Linked DNA regions of Anas platyrhynchos: region 1 is linked to region 2. The links are chromatin contacts, called in public Hi-C maps. All regions are on one chromosome and are shown on one strand. Each heading gives the region's core, a stretch centred on a gene start, on an enhancer-like site or on the middle of the called end of the contact. The rest is flanking DNA. Distances are from core to core; before and after follow the strand shown.

Evidence for each region. Hi-C and Micro-C count contacts between places; a contact is called where the count stands out from the background.
Region 1: a contact with region 2 is called in a Hi-C map of subcutaneous adipose tissue, with 2.8 times the contacts expected there. The contact joins two enhancer-like sites. A contact is called at or near these places in 2 of 8 Hi-C or Micro-C datasets (F5 follicle and subcutaneous adipose tissue).

The regions. Positions count from the first base shown.
Region 1 is chr1:71,423,099-71,426,360 of IASCAAS_PekinDuck_T2T, reverse strand. No RefSeq gene overlaps it. Among named protein-coding and RNA genes, the nearest start is that of WNT7B, 27 kb to the left of the region's middle. Within about 2 kb of position 1,875, at least 4 of the 8 cell types and tissues checked have an H3K27ac peak or open chromatin away from gene starts, as enhancers often do. A contact at or near this core is called in subcutaneous adipose tissue, where this site is marked.
Region 2 is chr1:71,287,303-71,290,364 of IASCAAS_PekinDuck_T2T, reverse strand. No RefSeq gene overlaps it. Among named protein-coding and RNA genes, the nearest start is that of WNT7B, 160 kb to the left of the region's middle. Within about 2 kb of position 1,699, at least 1 of the 8 cell types and tissues checked has an H3K27ac peak or open chromatin away from gene starts, as enhancers often do. A contact at or near this core is called in subcutaneous adipose tissue, where this site is marked.

The DNA.
Region 1 (3,262 bases), core at 626-3,125, 140 kb before region 2:
ATAGAATAGAATAGATTAGAATAGAATAGAATAAAATAAAAATCTTGTAAGCAAAAATACCGAAACCTTATTTTGTGCAATCTTTGTTATTAAGAGTTCATTAAAATCAATTATTTATAGTTAAGGAAAATGAATAACTATCGTAGACTTGTTACCTAAAACACTTACTTCTTAAACTGTTACGGTCAAATTTTAAATATTCCCTCCATCTAGAACAGCGTGTTACTAGCGGATCTTTAACATCTCCGGCTGCAAACAAAATTTTGCATTATTTAACTATAAAAATAAGAATAATTTAAAAAAAAAAAAAAAAAAAAAAAGATGGGGATTTTTACAAAATTGCATTTACAAGGTTGCTTTGCGTTGCAGGGTTCGGTTGGTCTCCCCTCCCGCCCTGTTTTGGCAGCCGGCTGTCAGTTCCTCGGCATCAACAGGCTTCCCTGCAAGGTGCGAGCGGTTTCCGAGCACGGTCTGCAACTTCCCAGCCGTTTTCAGATAAGCTCCGATGCGGTCTCGTAATTACTCTCCGTATTTCTACGTGCATGATTTAAAACCATTAGCGGAAAAGCAGCCCTTGGTAGCTGAAGGTTTCCAATCTATAATGTTGATTAGCTTCCCGACAGGGAGCTGTCGTCTCTTCATTTCCCCCCCGTCCTACTGCTGCTTCCAAATAATCCCGCTTCCCTCCAGCGGGAAGGGACGTGCAGCGGAGCCGGGGAAGCTCTCTTCGGAAATGAGATTTAACGCGAAATAGCGACACGTTTGCGCAAACCCCAGGGGCTGATTTCCGATGTCTGTCCTTAATCTATTACCCCAAATAACATCCCACGTCGGCTTCACGGCACGCGTTCGCTCCTCTGTCTCTTCCCGTGCCTTATTAATAGGACAAATCCGCCTGCACATGACCCTTCCCACATATATTCGGCGACAGTTTGCTTTGACTGGCTGCAAAATGGGTTCTTGATTTTATTTTGTATTTTTTTTCTAACAAAAAACTTTTCCCGTTTAAGGCAGCTCGATGGGGTGGAAGAGTCGCATGTGGCTGTCTACAACGCGGGCAAGGTGTGGAGCCCCCCGCATGGTGACAGCAGAAATCTGCTGGATCTTTTTGGAGAAATCGTGGGGGGCTGTGGTTTCTTTTTTTCCTTTATTTTTATTTTTTTTTTTCCCTGAAAAATGTGTCTCTGGAAGAAGTCTCAGCGCTTAGGTTGATACGCAAAAGCAAAGCGGACGTCGGGGACTTTGCCGCTTATTTTCCCAAACTTTCTCAAGTGCAATCAGGGGAGAGGTGAAAACGCCCGTTTCAAAATCCACTCGCTTTTTTTTTTTGTTATATATATATATACACTCTTTTTTTGTTTGTTTGTTTGTTATATATATATTTACTCTTTCTTTTTGTTTTTATTATTATTTTTAAGGGCAAATTTGTTGTTAGCCGAGGGGGAATCCCGGCAGCCAGGTGCCGACGAGGAGCGACCCTCGCGCCCCGTCGGCTCTCTCGGAGACTTTGCTTTGCTGGAGGATGGGCCACTGCGGGACGCGATAGGAAGGAGCGAGAGGCGGCAGGGGGAGATGAGCTGGGAAGCTGCCTCCACGCTGCCACCCCCCTCTTTTGGGTGGGGGGAAGTTAAAAAACGGAGTGCGTTTTCCGAGTTGGTACCTAAAGGCATAGGTTCGCTTTTCCGTTTTGGTCCTTCGTAGGTAGGCTTTTGTGTGTGTGCTGTTTCTCAATATGAGGCGCAACTGGCTTGCTTTTATTTGCTCCAGCTTTCATTGCAAATGTGAAAAATGGGAATTCGCAGCCTGGCAGCGCAGAGCTCTCCTCGCTGTCCTGGCGCTTCCAACAAGGGTATTGGGTTCCGGCACATTGCCCCCAACGGAACGGGGAGCCGCTGGAGAGCACGGACGCCTGGCTGCGGACCATCCCGTTTGGGATTAAGGTCATGCATGAAGTCGGCATCTCTACTGGGAGCTCCTTTCGTCTCGCCCTCTCTCCTCCCTCGGCAGCCCCTGCGCTTCTCGCACCACCACCATGTCGCGGCAGGCGGCTGCGAGCCTTGGCATCCCTGCCCGGTTCCTCAAGCCTCCTTCCCTCGTCTCATGGCTCTGCGTCACACTCGGCACCGGAGCAGAAACTAAGGCAAAATACTAATAAAAAATAGAAAAGAAATCATCCACCCCACCCCCACCCCACCCCAACATCACCCCCAAACTGAGCTTCCCCCCAGCAGGGCTCCTCGTCCGGGTGCTACCGGGGGCTCGGCCAAGTCTGCACCCGTCCTGCTGGCATGCTTTAGAGTCATTTTAATCTGTCTGAACTTTGAAACAAAGCTGCTTTCCAAAGGAAATTTCCACTGCTGCTGCTCTCCCGCACCAGAGGGCGCCGGGCTCCTGACCCGGCTCGGTCTTCCTTTCCAGTGTTGCTGCAAATTAACTCCCGCCTTGCCGGCTTTTTCACCGAGCCGGCTTTCACCTTCTCCTTTAAAAAATACTGCCATATTCTAACATTTGTTTTTCTATCTGAAATACATTTTTTTCCCTTCTCTCTCCTATTTTTTTTTTCTTCTCCTATTGCAGGCTTTCACAGTGTTGCAAAGGCTTCACCCTCCTGCAACAGCCCCCCAAAGACTCTCAGGAGATTTACAGCTCCTCTCTGTCTCTCTGAACTTGGTTCTAATTAAGTCACTGGATCACGTTTGCGTGGCAATACCATGTTTTCCCTTGTAATTGTCTGGGATAAAAGTTTGTCTGTGTTTAAGCTTAAAGGGTCACATAGGGCTCTTCAAACAGAGCAACACTGAAGCACGACACCGAAGGAATAAGCAAGCAAAACGTTGAAAACCATTTCACTTGAACACCTGTATTGTTTATGTTTGCACCCAAAGAGTGTAAAGCCAGCCCCTCTCTATGAAGGCTGCATGCTCCGAGCTTTTTCTACCCTGAGACACAAAGAAATTCAAAGTTAGGTTTCCCATGGTAACTGTAACAGGGGCGAGCACATCATATTTGTGCCTGATGTTGTTTCCATGCCTTAAGTACTGTCTCTGATGCTGGTGTTAGCTCCTTCATCGTCAGCCCCATCGGCTGGTGTGCATGCAGCTGCATGCCAGTAGCACTGCCTGGTGCCTTGTATTTTGTGCCTTTTGCCTGCCTTACACCTCTGGAAGCAAAGGGCAGCACCATGTCAAGGGAATTCGCCTGAGTTCGAGCAGTAGGGTGAGAATGAGTGACTTCAGACCGACCAGTGAATACTTCAAGAGAT
Region 2 (3,062 bases), core at 450-2,949:
CTCAGGTGCTTTTTTCATTTACACTTTATTTTTTTTTTTAATTATTTATTATTTATTTATTTTCAGTCAGTGCACTCAAGATTTGGAGGTAGCCGTTATCAGCAACGTTGATCAGCAACTCACAAAGGCCCTTTGCCTTTCCAATGCCCTTTTCTGGAGAACCTCCTGGCTTATTAGTGGAACATTATTTCCAGTGCTGAGGCAACAGAAAAGCTTCCATGCAGTCACTCTTGTCACTCAGCATTGAAAGAAGTCATAGAATGTGTGTTTTGTTTTGGATATAAAGCTGTATTTATGCTCCACTCGTGTTCAGTTCCTTTGCATGAGAGGGTAAAACTTGAGTAACAAAAGCTTTTGTTTTACCTGGAGAAAGTTATAGCTGAAATACGTGATGCCTCACTGTGGTCCACACAGAGTATGAGAGAGCTCAGTTTCTCTTAGCCGAATTAGTGAAATGAAGGAAAGGCTAGATGACTTGAAACTGATAGATTAGCAGCCCACAGCAGAAAGTGTGGCAATTCATTTGTGTGCATCTCTCATTTGAGAAGAAGAACTATATGTCTGCAAAGTTTGGATCTTATTGCTCCAGGACAAACCTGACAATGAAAACAAACAAACAAAACAAAACACCCCCCAAACAAACAAACAAACAAACAAAAAGCTCAATAAACATTGAACATCGGCTTCTTGCAGAGTTCTGTTGATATAATCCCTGGAACAGATCTGCATCTACTGAATTAGCTAGTGGCTATTGAAGAGTGTCCTGCTTCTATAGTAAAATGTAGTATGTTCCTCTACAGGTAAGGGGACACAAGTTGCCTTCATAAAGCTTGAAGATAATTTTTTCTTTGTTTGATGTATAGCTGTCCCTGTAACTTCTGAAAAAACAATAGTGCTGTCTCCTATCACTAGTGAGCCAAGTGCAGCTGTAATACAGGGGCTAGTCATCACAACTTTTCAGTGCAAGCTTGCTTAGTTTTTTGAATTAGAAAGTCCTTTGTTGCATTTAGAATACATATACTGTTTCAAAGTGTTTTGCCTGCATAAAACCATTTTCCATTTTTTGCTTTGCTCATGTACTACCTATTGCATAAACACGATATTTTATAATTTAGTATATTATCATATACTTTATTATTACTTTCTTAGAGGGGAATGTTAATTAAATCTAGTTAGCATAAAAATACCGTGTGTTGTGCAACTTGTTAAGCTTACTTTTCTGAAATTGCGTTATGTTGCATTTTATTTATTATGCTCTTAGGTCTCGGAATAACATTTTACTGCTCTTTTGAATTTTATCTGAAAATGCACAAAACTTGAAGAGGAAGTGGTTACATGTAAACTTCAAGATAGAATATTGTCCTTTGACAAGAGAAACTAAGAGATTCAGAAAGGTTTACCAGAGCTTGAAAATATTTTTACAATCTCGGTGATATGAAAAAGTGATTTTTTAAAGTGATACAAATATTAAATGTCTTGTGCACGCCATTTTAGAGGCATGCTTCTTGAGAGACAACGAAATCATGTTGATCCCTAAATACAGTTGGTTGATGTTGAAAATTTTAGACTCGGAAATGTAGCAATACCTGATTGGTTGGCCAAGAAACATGGAAAATAAGGTTCATATTTTAACAGTGGTAAGTGATCCAACGGGAGACTATCAAATGCAGTCTGGTGTCATGCAGAATGAATGTGCTGCCAGCAGATGGCAGCAGAATGGAAAAATAGGCACATAAAGATCAGATCGTGGACAAAAGAACTCAGATTTCTAGCAGCTTAGTTTCACTAGCTCTTTTGACTATGCAAGGTAAGTTGAGGTTTAATTGGAAAGGGGAAATGTCCAAGGCATGCTGACTTTTGGTGTATAACCTTGGAGTGCAAAAATTTCTAACCACTCAGTTCTGATGGAAGTTTTAAAACAAAGATTATTTAAAATATATTTACACTAGTAAATATAGTTTGCATATAAAACTTCTGACATTTCAGTAGTCATATAATGTGAAGAATGATTAATTCTGATGTCCTGTTGAACAAACTCATTACAACAGAGGAAAATGGAGAAGTACTAGTTTTAGTTGGGGCTGTCAAGTTATGCCCACTTCAGTAAAGAATGCCTTTAAGCTGGTTCTCTCTGCACATATCTTACTATTTGATTACCCTGTGTGAGAAGCTGCAGATAACTTAAATGCTGTGAATATGTTTAGTATTTCGTTTTCTTTGGTGATGTGTGTGGGTGTGTGTGTTCCCAGAAGAGAAACAAGGAGGAGTGAATGAGGTTTAATTTTCATCGTTATCTTAAAATCTGCTTTAGTACCATCTGCACTTTAGAGAGAATATGCAATGCTGTCATTGTTCTGCATGCTTTATGGTGTTCTTTACTATGAACTTTTATTCTTATTAAAGAAAGCACAGGATTGAAACCATAGGTATATGCCTTTTAATGGTGTGGGTATACATTTTTGTGCTATATTTGTGATGTATAGTATAGTCAAGCACGCCAATCCGAAGCTAAATTTTAAAAAATGCTTTTTAAACAGGATTTGATGCATAGACAAATGTTACCAGTGACCCACCAAAGATGAAAAAGGTAAGAGAGAAGTGTTATTATTTCTACCGTTCCTTTTTAATTTGTCCTTTCTTTTTTTTTTTTTTTTTGATTTGACATGTTTATATATATATATTTAGAGAAAATATGTATGCCTTAAAAAAAAAGAAAAAGAAAAAACTTTGCCAAAAACAAAGACAACTTGGGAATTGTTTTAAACGTCAAAGTCTGCATTGCTTAATCTACTAGTTAGCTGGTGATTTTTCTGTATTGCTTTGTGCAAAGAAAACTGAGTAGGAAACTCACATCTATCTGCCTATATATCTGTGTGTATCTTTATGTCTGTACAAGTTGCTTCTGAATATCTTGCCTCTTACAGTACAAGCTTATGCCCTGTTGAATTTTTGCTTACAGAGTTCAGCTTTTGAGGTTTTAGAGGCTTAGCCTGATGTTTGTGGGGTAAACAGCTTGAGACAGATACCTCAGTTTTACTTAATACATGCAAAAAAGTGAGTAT